Linked DNA regions of Mus musculus: all the other regions are linked to region 1. The links are chromatin contacts, called in public Micro-C and promoter capture Hi-C maps. All regions are on one chromosome and are shown on one strand. The core of a region is the stretch at or near the end of the contact, and the rest is flanking DNA. Distances in the headings are between cores, read along the strand shown. Region 1 holds the start of Meioc (meiosis specific with coiled-coil domain). Region 2 holds the start of Nags (N-acetylglutamate synthase). Region 3 overlaps Gm33662 (a long non-coding RNA gene). Region 4 holds the start of Spata32 (spermatogenesis associated 32).

Region 1 (2,700 bases), core at 120-2,619:
AGTCGGTTGGGCGGCAGGGTGCTTGCTGCTGATCCTGAGGACCTGAGTTCAATCCTGAGGACCTGAGTTCAATCCCTAGGACCCACGTGGTGGACGCTGAGAACTGAAAAGTTCTCCAACCTCCATCTGTTGTCATGCCACGTCTCTGTGGCCCCTCCACCATAAAACCACCATAAAATAAACACATATATACATATATATGTATATATAATTTAAAAAATTTTGGTGTCTATACAGAACTTAATAATAATAATAGTAAAAGAAGCCCGTTTTCCCCAGCTTCTAATTCTGACTGGAGTTTTTTTTAACATGTATGGGACTGGAGCTGAAGGTCCTGGGTTTGCGTTTGGTGGTGGGGAAACTACAAAGGGAGCGGGGTGGGGAGAGGATTGGGGGGCGGGGTGGGGAGAGGGTTGGGGGGGGAGGGCTGGGGGGAGGACGAGCAAAGTCTTGAATTTGTTAATGGACCTGAGACTTGTAGCAATCATAGAAGGGCGCCGAGCCGGTCAGCATCATGCTGTTGAAGACGTCGGATAATCTATTGCTGGTGTCGACGCTGAGGTTCCAGCACCGATTCGCGCTTCCACGGAACGCCGCCGCGGCCGCCGCCACCTTCGGCTGCTCGGAAACGGGGGAAAAGCCGGGTGGTCACGGAGCGCCGCGCAGCTGGGGCTGTAGCCTGGGCCGTCTAACTGCAGATCCTTAGGGGACACTAACTCGGGCCCCCCAACCCCGCTCCCTCGTTTCCTCTTCAAGCCCTCCTCCCCACCCCGTCACTGCGCCTCAGCTCTGAGACGCGCGACGGCGGCGGCAGCGGCCCTCGACGGCCCTGACAGACGCCTCCGCGCCATTGCGACTGGCTGACCGAGGTGGCGCCTCCGCTCTGAAGCCTCTGGGAGGTCAACCCTCGCCCAGACTCGCGACTTCGCAACCCTCCCCCACTCGCGACTCGGCCCGACGACATGTTGGGGCTCCCCCACCCGCGACCCGTAATCTCCCGTGTCGCCACCCCGCCACCACCCGGGCCTCCTTAAAGAAGAAGCACGCTGAGGGACGCGCCTTCTCCTCAGCGTCTCTCCCGGGGGCTGCCATCCTCGAAGTCCCCCCGACCCCCGCCAGTTACCTCAGGTCCCTCCCTCAGGCCTTGGGGGTGACGGGGCCGGCAGGTGTCTCCGCCGCTCACCTCCATGGGGGCCCCCCAGCTCCTCCTGAGCTAGTTAACAGCTCCCGGGGTACGGGGGTGAGGGAGGACGTCGAGGCCCAGCTCCCTCAGCCCGCACCCCACCGCTACCGCTGCCGCAGCCGCCGTCGGCGCTGCCAGGAGCCGCTCTGTGGGTGGGGGGCCGAGCCGAGACGGTGCGACGAAGAGGCCGTTACATTGCTCCCCGCGCCTCGCGACTAGGCACCGGCCGCCGGCGCCCCGCCCACGCCCACGCCCAGGAGGCCCCTCATCTCGCACCCCTCATTGGCCCGCGGCCCAGCCAATGGGCGACCGCCTCCAGGGTCTGTTGCCCCCCCAGAGACAAGACTAAGAAGGAGCAGTTAGCCGACTTCGCCCTAGGCTTGCTCTCAGGCCAGGGCTGAAGATGTTTCCCGCTCAAAGGAAGCTCGCTCGGGATTGGCCAGAACGGACGAGCACAGGCCCGCTGATTGGCTGATGGGAGGCGCGCGCGCCTACTGGCTTGGTAGCGGTGGTTGGGAGATTAGAGAAATCGCACAGCAACAGGCCGATGACCCGAAAGCCCTCCGCCCGGCACCCGAGGGCACCCGAGGCCAACATCTTCGTTTTGGGTCTTGTTCTCCGCCCCTAGTTCCCAGAACTCTACAGAGCCGCCAGCCCAGTAGACTGTTGTAGCCTTTTTCAGAGGGCAAAGAAACGAAACCCTTGTAGAGCTTAAATGGTGAGAGCTGTCCGCTGTCCTGGGACCAGGTTTCCTTTAGGGTGAAGGTGTTTTGACTATTAAATATGAATATGACTTTTCAAGGAAACTTCACCCTGAATTTTTGTTTGTTTTGTTTTGAGTTTGTTGTTGTTATTTAGCTAGTAATAGTAATTTAGCTAAAAATAGTTTGCTGTTTTCTAGCTATTCCGGCGACCTTACGAGATGATGACATAGTCTGATTAGGGTCTTAGAAAAATGCAAAGTCCTCAAAAATGTGTGTATGCGCGAGCACGGAGAAGGGGGGCACTGAAATTTTAAAGGAGTAAACACAGGCGTTTTAAGGGTGTTTGCACTTCAAATCAAAATTTGAGACGCACCGGATTAATCATTTAGCTCGGGCACTAATGAGGTAGATTAGGGGGATGAGTTTACTGGCCCACGCAGACCTGACGGTTTTTTCAGATGCATAACCATCTATAACTCAAGATGGGGAATGACAGAGGAAATACACCATATCAAACTCTGGCTTCCAACACAGACACAAATGGGCAAGTACGTGCGCATGGGCACACACACACAAACTTTAAAAAAGAGATTTGGTGTTGGGGTGATAGTAAATTACTTGCCGTCAAGTATGAGAACCTAAGTCTCATCTTCAAAACCGATGGCAAAAAAAATCCCAGGTGTGATAAATGTGTAATCCCAGCGCTTGGGAGGTCCAGTTGGATCACGGGGCCTCACTGGCCGACCAGTGTACCTCCTCAGCAAGGACCTATCTCCAAAGACAAGGTGGGGGACAGTGAGATGGCTCAATAGG
Region 2 (2,998 bases), core at 92-2,591, 520 kb after region 1:
AGATGTGGTGCTTGAGCGGGACCAGGGCAGGGCCAGCAGAGTGGTCCGCCCTCTCTGAGGATGCCGGGGCAGGTTGGGTTGACACTAACCTGGCATGGGGAGCTGGCTCCGCAGCGCTCAGTACTGATCCGCCGCCAAAAAAGGGCACAGCAGTAGCCGCGTTGTGCCTTAGTTCATCCACCAGCACCTTGCAGCTCTGAGCAAGCTGCGCCTTAGCTTCCCAGAAGGAAAGACAGCCAGAAGGTGCCGTGGGGGTAGGCAGCCCCAGAACCACCAGTGGCTTCATGTCCATGCGTTGCAAGAAGGCCAGGGCGAAAGCCAGGCGGGATACCGCCTGCGGGCACCGGATCACCTCCTCATCGACCTGTACAGAAGTGGACGTTCAGGGACGCGACACTGACTCTAAGCCGCCTGTTCCTAATCGGGCTTTAGGACCCTCAGTGACCACATTCTACTTAGGAGCCATTGGGCCCCACTTTTGGCCGACTGCTCCGCCCTTTGCCCGTTGGGTCTTAGCCACCCCCTTATCTAGCACTAATGTTCCTCCCTCAGCTCCTCCCAGCGGCCTTGGACTCTGGGACACCTTGGGGGGAGGGGTAGTGCGACAGCTCAGCCGACTGAACCCCTAACTGCTTCCACGGTGAGAGGCCTTTGTCAGACATCACTTCTGGAGGCCCGGGCTTCCCAGCCTTCTCCTTAGCGCCAAGGGCGGTTTTCGTAGCCTTATGGCTTTCTCCATCCCCAGCACTAACTCAACGCCTCTGCTCTCCAGATTCACAGTTAGGCATGCTGAGACCTACGACGTACTATTGAACAGTCACCATCTCATGACAGTGACACGACGACACCGGGATCGGCTTACCTCCATGACGGCGAAGGGCTTGTCCACCGAATGGTAGCAGGTCTGGAATTGCGTGAGCCAGTGGCGTGCTTCCCCCGGGCTGGCACCACACTGGTTCAGGAAGGCCTGGATGTCCCGCTGCACCAGTGATCTGCCGGCGGGAGGCGCAGGGGATTCGAGGGGCGTTGGAAGCGGTGTCCACGACGGCTCCTCGACCGCAGGAGACTGGACACGACCCTTAGCGCCCTCGGCGTCCTCTGCGTGAGCCCTGGCGGTGCTGAGCCGGCGTCCCGGGCTGGCGCTCTTTGCCCCGCGCCGCCGCGCGCTGCCACTCAGTCTCCGTGAGCCCCCAGGACCTCCCGGGCTGCGCAACCTTCTGGCCGCTGCAGCAGACCGCAGGGCTGTGGCCACCCACGCCGTCGCCATGACGACAACCAAACCCACTCGTCCCCCCCACCCACAGGTGACGGTCGCTCTGGAGCGCACAGCACTAGGGGTTCTTAACTTGCCGCTGATCTGGGCTGGATCAGACTCGGGGCGGGATGGGATAGGAGGCCCGGAGTGGCTTCTGGGTGCGTTTGAGGTGTGGCAAGTCACAGACCAGAGGGTGGCGCCTCTAGACTTCTCCGCCCCTTGTGTATGGGGGTACGGAACCGTTAGTGAGGGTCACGAAGGTCAGATTTAGAGTGGTGGAGCTCTTTGATCTGCTACCAAAATGCTGGATTTAGAAAGCGCTCAGATGTCCTAGGTGTGCGTGCGAATTTGCAGGGTCATGCAAGTGATTTGAGTTGGAAGGAGTCTGGGAAAGTTGAACACAGGGGGTGTGGTCCTCACTGCAGCATATGGATACAAAGTCCTGTTGTCAAGCAGGACTTGGTGTGACATATTTGTACTCTCAGTTCCTTGGAGGTCCGGGCAGGAGGAGAACATAGGCTACATAGCGGGGGAGCCTTGTCTCAAAAGATAAAACCCAGAACTCCTGAGGCAGAGGCAGGCCTGTATCCACGAGTTCAAGGTCAGTCTGGTCTACTTTGAGAGTTCCAGGACAGCCAAGGGGCTACATATTATAGAGAGATGATCCCACTTCAAAAAACAAGAAACACAACAACAACAACAATAAACCTAAAAAAATAGACAAAAACACAAAACAAAACAAAATGAACGGGGGGGGGGGCGGTGATGGCCACATTTGGGAATGTCCTCCACATGGAGGAATCAGAAGGATCAGGCTCAAGGTCATCCTTGACTTTATAAGCAATTCAAGGCCAGCCTAAGCTAAGGAACCCTGCTCTTTTTCTTTTAAGGAACAGGGTTTCTCTGTGTAGCCCTGGCTGTCTTAGAACTCACTCTGTAGACTGGGCTGGCCTTGAACTCAGAGATCTGCCTGCCTTTGCCTCCAAGTGCTGAGATTGAAGGCATGCGCCACCACTGCCTGGCCTAAACCCTGTCTTAAGAAAATCTCATTTGGGCTGGTGAGATGGCTCAGCGGGTAAGAGTACTGACTGCTCTCCCGAAGGTCCTGAGTTCAAATCCCAGCAACCACATGGTAGCTCACAACCACCCATAGTGAGATCTGATGCCATCATTCTGGTGTGTCTAAATACAGCTGCAGTGTACTTATTTATAATAATAAATAAATCTTTGGGCCAGAGTGAGTCAGGGACTGAGCAAGCAGAGTTGACCGGAGCCATCTAAATTCAATTCCCAACAACTACATGAAGGCTCACAACCATCTGTACAGCTACAGTATGTAGATGTTTATATACATAAAATAAATAAATAAATCTTTTAAAAAGAAGAAGAAGAAGAAAAGAAAATCTTGTCTGAGTTCATGATCAGGTCAGTCAGGGTTTGTCACCTGCAGAACACTGGAGCCACCCTGAGGAAGCACTGTCACAGCCTCAAATGCTCCTCTGTTCCTGTTAATGCTTTAGGCTGTTTAAAGCTAAAATCTATGCCTATGAGGCTTGTGATTGAAGGCTTCTGTTACTTGCCAGAGACAGAAAAAAAAAATGCTTAAGAATAAGAAGAGAACAAAAACAAACCTATTACATTCCAGATGGAGGATACTAGGTGACATGTCCCAGATAGAATGCTGGGCTCTGTGAAACCCCTTTCCGTCATCCTCAAGGTGACCCCAGGGGAGGTGTTGTACCA
Region 3 (2,993 bases), core at 258-2,757, 740 kb after region 1:
CACTTTGGAGCCTATAGTACCTGAAATTTCAAGTGAGAATGTAGGCTCTGGGGCAATTAGTGACTTTCTGTGACTCTATTTGTTAGTCTGTAAAACGGCTGTATCTTCGGACGGAGTCGCACATAGCACAAACTGGATTCAAACTCTCTAGGTAGCCAAGGATGATCTTGAACTGATTCTCCTGCCTCCGCATCCCAACAGCTGGGATCACCAGTCTATTCAGGGCTAGCGATGGAGCCCAGGTCTTTGTGTGTGCTAGGCAAGTACTCTAGCAATGAAGCCCTGTCCTTGATGTTTGGTTTTAGTTGGGAGTATGGCTACTTTTTTTAAAAGATTTATTTATTTTATGTGTATGAGTATAGCATACAGATGGTTGTGAGCCTTTATGGGGTTGTTGGGAATTGAATTTTTACGACCTCTGCTTACTCTGGTCGGACCTGCTTGTTCCAGAAGAGAGAGTCAGATCTCATTATGGGTGGTTGTGAGTCACCATGTGGTTGTGGGATTTGAACTCAAGACTTCTGGAAGAGCAGTCGGTGTTCTTACCTGCTGAGCCATCTCTCCAGCCTTGGTGTGGCTACTGTTCATCTGTCCACGGAGCAAGTCTACACAGAGCACATGTCGAGCATCCTTTGCCCAAAGTACCGGGGACCCAGAAGCATTTTTGAATTTACAGCTTTTCTGGTTTACAGGTTTTTTTTTTTCATAACATAATACTGACCATCTTCTCTAATCTAAAAGTCCAAACTCAAAGTGCTTTGAAACCGGAAGCCTTTTGAGTGGCACGCCGTGCCCTCCAAAATTTTTTGTTTGGTTTCGTTTGGGTTGGGCGTTTATTTGCTTTGTTTTAAGACAAAGTCTCTGTAGTCCAGGCTGACCTGAAACTCAGTCTGTAGCCGAGGATGGGCTGTCGCATCCCATTCAAAAAGGTCTTTTGATTTCAGAGCACTGTGGATTTCGGATATTTGGTTGAGGGATACGGCTTGTGGCAGACACAGTTTTAAGTGCTGAGGACAGAAGATTCCAGCAGAGGGCGCTTCGGCGGGGAGCTAAAAAATGACTGACTCCCAGGAGGTCACCAGGTGCACCAGGGTGAGCTCTTGGGCGGAGGCGGCACCTTGCAAGACTGTATGCAGAAAGACTCTGAGGCCGGAGACTTCGCCCTGGGGCACACACACACACAGCAGTCTGACATCGGAGTGACATCGGAGAGCCACTCACAGGTGGTCAGGGGGTGACTGAAAAGACATGAGACTGAAAAGGCATGAGAATCTGCCTACAGGACCCCTGTTCCGTCACTTTAGACTGTAGGAGTTCTTGTAATCACTCAGGCGCCGGGGCGGCCTAGGGGGAAAGGTCTACACTAAGAGGCCTAGCTTCAGCTCCTGCCCCAGATCTCCCTCCCAGGCTGCCTGCGTCAACTGGGAATGGCAAGATTGAGGTCACAGGGTCATTATCACAGCCTGTGTCAGATCAGGCATTTCAAGGCCAGAACGCACGCTGGGCGTGCGTGCGGCAAGTGCTGAGTCAGCTTGGCCTCCAGTGCAGAGGCCATGGGAAGAGCCACTTGCCCCGAGGCCACATAGCGGCGTCCATAGCTTTTGATCTCTACCCTTGAGGGCTAAGACCTGGATCTTGAGGGCTAAGACCTGGCGGCTAAGTGGTGCTCTTTGCTGACAGCTGCTGACAGGCAACAAACAGGTAGAGAAGTCTAGAGGCGCGCGGGGGGGGGTGGGGGGGGGGTGGGGGGGGTGGGGGATGAAAGTCAAGCTAGGGAGAGTCTCAACTTGCCAGGTACCCGAGTAAGCTATCCAGTCCCAGACTCAGGCATCTGTGACTGGGCATGCTGGTGGCTCCCTCTACATGCTGTAGAGTGGCTCTGAGGTCAGGGGAGGTTAGAGGGATGGGGCACTGCTCCAGGGATGCCCCCTTTGTGTTGAAATGAGCTCTGACATTCACAGACAGGACCTCCCTCCCGTTTTGACAAATCCCACTTCCCAGCTGGTATCTGAGGGGTCTCCAAGATTAAAAACCTGCTCACCCACTGCTTACAGGGCAACCGGTCACTATTACCAGGAGCTCTAGGGGCCTGGGAACCCAGCAAGGGATGAACAGGTGCCTGCTCACACCCCTTTTACCCATGGTGGGCCCGTTCAGTTCCCACTTAGAAATGGGAATGTAGGGGGTGGGGGCTCGCTGAGCTCCCTGCAAGTCCGTAGTAATTAACGCTGTTGGCTGGCAGCTGCCCAGGCCACCCCAGTGATGGGAACCTGGTCTCAGGGGAGCAGGGCTTGGCAGACAGCTCAGGACCAAGTCCAGGGTACAGTGTGGGGGAGGGGCACGGGGTGTAGGATGTAGAAGACTGGGAAGTTGGGGGATGCTACCGAAAGTTTGCCCTGCTGTGCCCTCAGCAGCTTGTTGGGTGTCATTTTAGATACCCTTACCCACTGACCCCTAACTTCTACTAGGGCAGATGTTGTTGCTGAATGGATCAAATATGGCGCCCAACATTGCTGGCCACAGCTTTTTTTTTTTTTTTTTTTTTTTTTTAATCAGACAGCTCCAAGAGTCATGTTACTAGCATTATTTTAACCAAGAGTTTTCAAGTAAAAGTGTACAGTCGCTACTCATTTAAAAGGACTCCGTCTCATAGCAGACTGACTAAGGGTGGCCTCTCCTGCACGTTGAGGAAGCCACCTTTGCCAGGTTTAGTCAGAGGGCTTCCTTCAGGAATGGAAGGCCTCAGGTCTCTGGGGAGCCTCTGTCTCTCTAGTGTCACAAGACAGCCCTGAGCAGTGACCCCTTCGCCTGCTGCCTCTGCCACCTCCACAGCCCTGTATCTGGCCCTCCTCCCTCCTCTCTGCCGAGGCTGTGGTGAGCCCGGAAGGTGTTAGTGTCACCACAGACCACGGTCAACACAAATTGCCTTGCCGTGAGAAACAAGCACATTTATAATCGATGAAATCAGGGGTTGAGAACTGATCCCAAGATGT
Region 4 (2,749 bases), core at 230-2,729, 550 kb before region 1:
CTCATCCCCCCACCTCAACCAGCCAGGATAGCTCTGTCCAGCTCTTTGCAAGGATCTAGGCTGCTCCTGGCCCCAGCACATGAACGGCAGCCACGGTGCTGCATCTGGGGTGTATTGAGTTCTATAAGCAATAAAATTTGGAATGACGATGGGTGTTTGTAGGCTGTGATGTCGCCTCTTTTGCCTGCCTGCTTGCAGTACTCCACAACCCTGACAGCTGCTGGAGTGGATTCCTTCAAGCCTCCGTGGTTGGAGCGAGGACTGGCATCAGCCTGTCCAGAGAGCTGCTTGTCCTGCTACCTGTCATATCCAACTCAATCCCTCCACTCTGGTATGCCCATCTCCTGTAGCAGCAGGGATATCCCTGGCCAAAGTCTTGGGCTGAAAGGAGGAGGCCAAGAGGCCAGGCAGCCCAGTGGCACCAGAAGGGGAGGGGCTTGCATGACCCACTCACCTGCCTGCACCTGTCCTGAGGCCCATCGGCAAGAGGTCTTACCTGGTATTACTTTGAGCGTCTGCGTGGTGAGGTGATGACTTGCCCAGCAGGAGTTTCTTGATCACGGAGCATAGGGTGGCAGAGGACACAAGAGCACTGATATGCCTCTAGCCCCTAGAATGAGCTGACTATGATGGTACACACCTGTAATCCAGCCTTGGGCTACAAGAAGAATTTGAAGCCAGCCTAGGCTACATGGGACTTTGTCTCAGAAGGAAAAAACTACTTGGGCGGTGGGAGATGGGATGTAGCCTTGACTGTCTAGAACTCACTACGTAGAACAACCAGACTGGCCTCAAACTCACAGAAATCCTCCCACTTCTGCCTCCCCACTGCCAGAATTAAATAAGAATTTATGCTACCGTGTCCAGCTTTTGGGGGGGGGGGGGTTGTGATTAAAGCCTGCTGCAATGGAATCTAATACTAGACAACCTGAATTTAGTCCCAGGAAAGGAACAGTCACTGTGGAAGGTGACTGTTCCCAAAAGTTGTCCTCTGACCACCACACACTGGATGTGGTGTGAAAGTTTTCACACACAATAAATGTAATTGTAAAAAAACTGTAAGGTCACCCTGGAAAGCTATGCACAGGTGTGTGTACTGCACACATGCACAGCTTGGACTGAGATTCAACCATCCTTAGAGGAATCCTAGACTCCCCGCAAAAATGGAGCAGCTTTGTTGTCCAGATAAGGTTCTAAGCCCCCACCTACCCCGTCCTTACCCAAGACCGCTGTCCACATACCTGGCCTACTGTGGCGTGGCCAGCTGCCCCAAGTCTTGGTCCGGGGGGGGGGGGTGGCGGGGGAAGCTGTCTGCTCAACCTCCAAGACTCAAAAGATCCTTTCTTGTTCCCACCCACATCATTGGCATGAACCTTCAAGTTTCCTACATGCCATATCCCCTGGCCTGAACGTCACAGAAGCCGCAGCATCACAGGCGCCAGCGCCCCCATCATCTTCAGCCCCCCCTCCACCGGGCTAGCCAAAGAGCGCACTGGAGGCGGAGGGGCAGCAGCCACCAGCCCGCTCCCCGCCTCCCTGACAGAGCCTCCGGCAGCATGGGGGTGACAGGTGCGAGCAGGCGGCCGAGTGGTGGGAGGCGCCAGAATGGCGGGGCGGAGGCGGAGAAAGGGAAAGCTAACTGGTGTTGGCCTGGGGAGAGGAAAGGAAAGCTAACCCCAGCCAAGCCCTTTGGGTGCCTTTGATTACTGCAGCATTCCTCGCTGTGCAAAAGCTGGGGCTGCATGAGTGCGGGGTCTTAATGAACTTTCCAATGGGATTGCATTCGCGGGTGCACGCGTGCACGTTTGGCAGAGTGGTGGGTTTGGGATTTAATGTCTTTGCAAAGGTGGTCGCCGAATCCATCTGCGTGAGACACTGCTAAGGATCAGATAGCCAAAGCTAGTAAACCCATAACACGCTGGAGGGGGGGAGGAGGCGGGAGTCAGCCAGAAACGTGCTCAGATGGGCGGGCTTGGGGCTTCCGGAAGAGCGGTAAGGCCTTGCGTCATCACAGTGGGAAGCCAAGAGTGCGCGCGGTGCGGTGCAGTGCGGTGCGGTGCGGTGCGCGTAGTGTTTTAACGGTCATGAGATTTAAGGTCCCTTCCAAGAAAAACGTTTGGTAACAAGGTCGAGAGCACTATGGTGCAGAGACAACTCTCGTCCATCTCTGCCCTTAGCCCTTAAATACAGTGGCTAATAGCTGAAAGTCAGCATTTCCTTTTCAACCTTATCAAAGCAATAAATATCCCTGATTCAAGAGTATTGACGAGTTTATTTGCTGATTAAAAAAAAAATCAAGGGTCCCTCTATCCAGGCATACCTCAGAGCAGACGCAGGCCTTTTCTCAAAACAAAACAAAAACAAAATCCCAAGCACTAAAGAGGCAGAGGCAGGGGAATCTCTTTAAGTTCGAGGCCAGCCTGAACTATAGGGCGAATTCCAGGACAGCCAGAGCTACACAAAGAAATCCTGTCTTGAAAAAAGGTAAAAAACAAACAAACAAACAAATTCTAGGTTAAAAACTAATCAAAATGTTAAAGCCAACCATTGTGAGTTTCTCCCTCTTACAAGTTACTGGGGTTTCTCTTTTTAAAGTATCTGTGGGGTCTGGAGAGGTGGCTCAGTGGTTAAGAGCACTGACTATTCCTCAATTGAATTCCCAGCACCCACATGGTGGCTCCTAACCATGTGTGATGGGACCCAGTGATCTCTTCTGGTGTGTCTGAAGACAGCAACAATGTACTCTTAA

The links. Promoter capture Hi-C pulls out the DNA fragments that hold promoters and counts their contacts. Hi-C and Micro-C count contacts between places; a contact is called where the count stands out from the background.
Region 2: a contact with region 1 is called in a promoter capture Hi-C map of hippocampal neurons, with 2.2 times the contacts expected there. The contact joins the promoter of Nags here to the promoter of Meioc in region 1. A contact is called at or near these places in 7 of 39 promoter capture datasets (the 3T3-L1 cell line, the HPC-7 cell line, cranial neural crest and 2 more), 1 of 484 Hi-C or Micro-C datasets (pro-B cells) and 1 of 115 datasets of contacts at active chromatin or transcription factors (pancreatic cancer cells).
Region 3: a contact with region 1 is called in a Micro-C map of embryonic stem cells, with 4 times the contacts expected there. The contact joins the enhancer-like site here to the promoter of Meioc in region 1. A contact is called at or near these places in 2 of 484 Hi-C or Micro-C datasets (embryonic stem cells and olfactory sensory neurons) and 1 of 9 other capture datasets (embryonic stem cells).
Region 4: a promoter capture Hi-C map of liver shows a contact between it and region 1, with 2.2 times the contacts expected there. The contact joins the promoter of Spata32 here to the promoter of Meioc in region 1. A contact is called at or near these places in 3 of 39 promoter capture datasets (embryonic stem cells and liver).

Annotation. Positions count from the first base shown.
Region 1 is chr11:102,664,254-102,666,953 of GRCm38.p6, reverse strand. Meioc (meiosis specific with coiled-coil domain) reads right to left here and starts at 1,369. Exons shown (of 8, transcript NM_001127576.2): 1 at 1,124-1,369; 2 at 469-618. The coding sequence starts at 1,189.
Region 2 is chr11:102,143,856-102,146,853 of GRCm38.p6, reverse strand. It overlaps Nags (N-acetylglutamate synthase), which reads right to left and starts at 1,341. Exons shown (of 7, transcript NM_145829.2): 1 at 863-1,341; 2 at 90-364. The coding sequence starts at 1,267. It overlaps Gm11586 (a long non-coding RNA gene), which reads left to right and starts at 547. Exons shown (of 3, transcript XR_880227.3): 1 at 547-640; 2 at 773-1,304.
Region 3 is chr11:101,926,670-101,929,662 of GRCm38.p6, reverse strand. It overlaps Gm33662 (a long non-coding RNA gene), which reads left to right. Exons shown (of 3, transcript XR_389051.3): 3 at 1-469. Among named protein-coding and RNA genes, the nearest start is that of Gm33662, 9.8 kb to the left of the region's middle. Within about 2 kb of position 1,507, at least 26 of the 459 cell types and tissues checked have an H3K27ac peak or open chromatin away from gene starts, as enhancers often do. A contact at or near this core is called in embryonic stem cells, where this site is marked.
Region 4 is chr11:103,217,162-103,219,910 of GRCm38.p6, reverse strand. Spata32 (spermatogenesis associated 32) reads left to right here and starts at 1,479. Exons shown (of 5, transcript NM_177801.3): 1 at 1,479-1,569. The coding sequence starts at 1,557. It overlaps Gm51920 (a long non-coding RNA gene), which reads right to left. Exons shown (of 3, transcript XR_003949777.1): 3 at 2,723-2,749. Gm34823 (a long non-coding RNA gene) reads right to left here and starts at 1,301. Exons shown (of 4, transcript XR_389061.4): 1 at 1,242-1,301; 2 at 497-658. Map3k14 (mitogen-activated protein kinase kinase kinase 14) reads left to right here. Exons shown (of 16, transcript NM_016896.3): 16 at 1-147.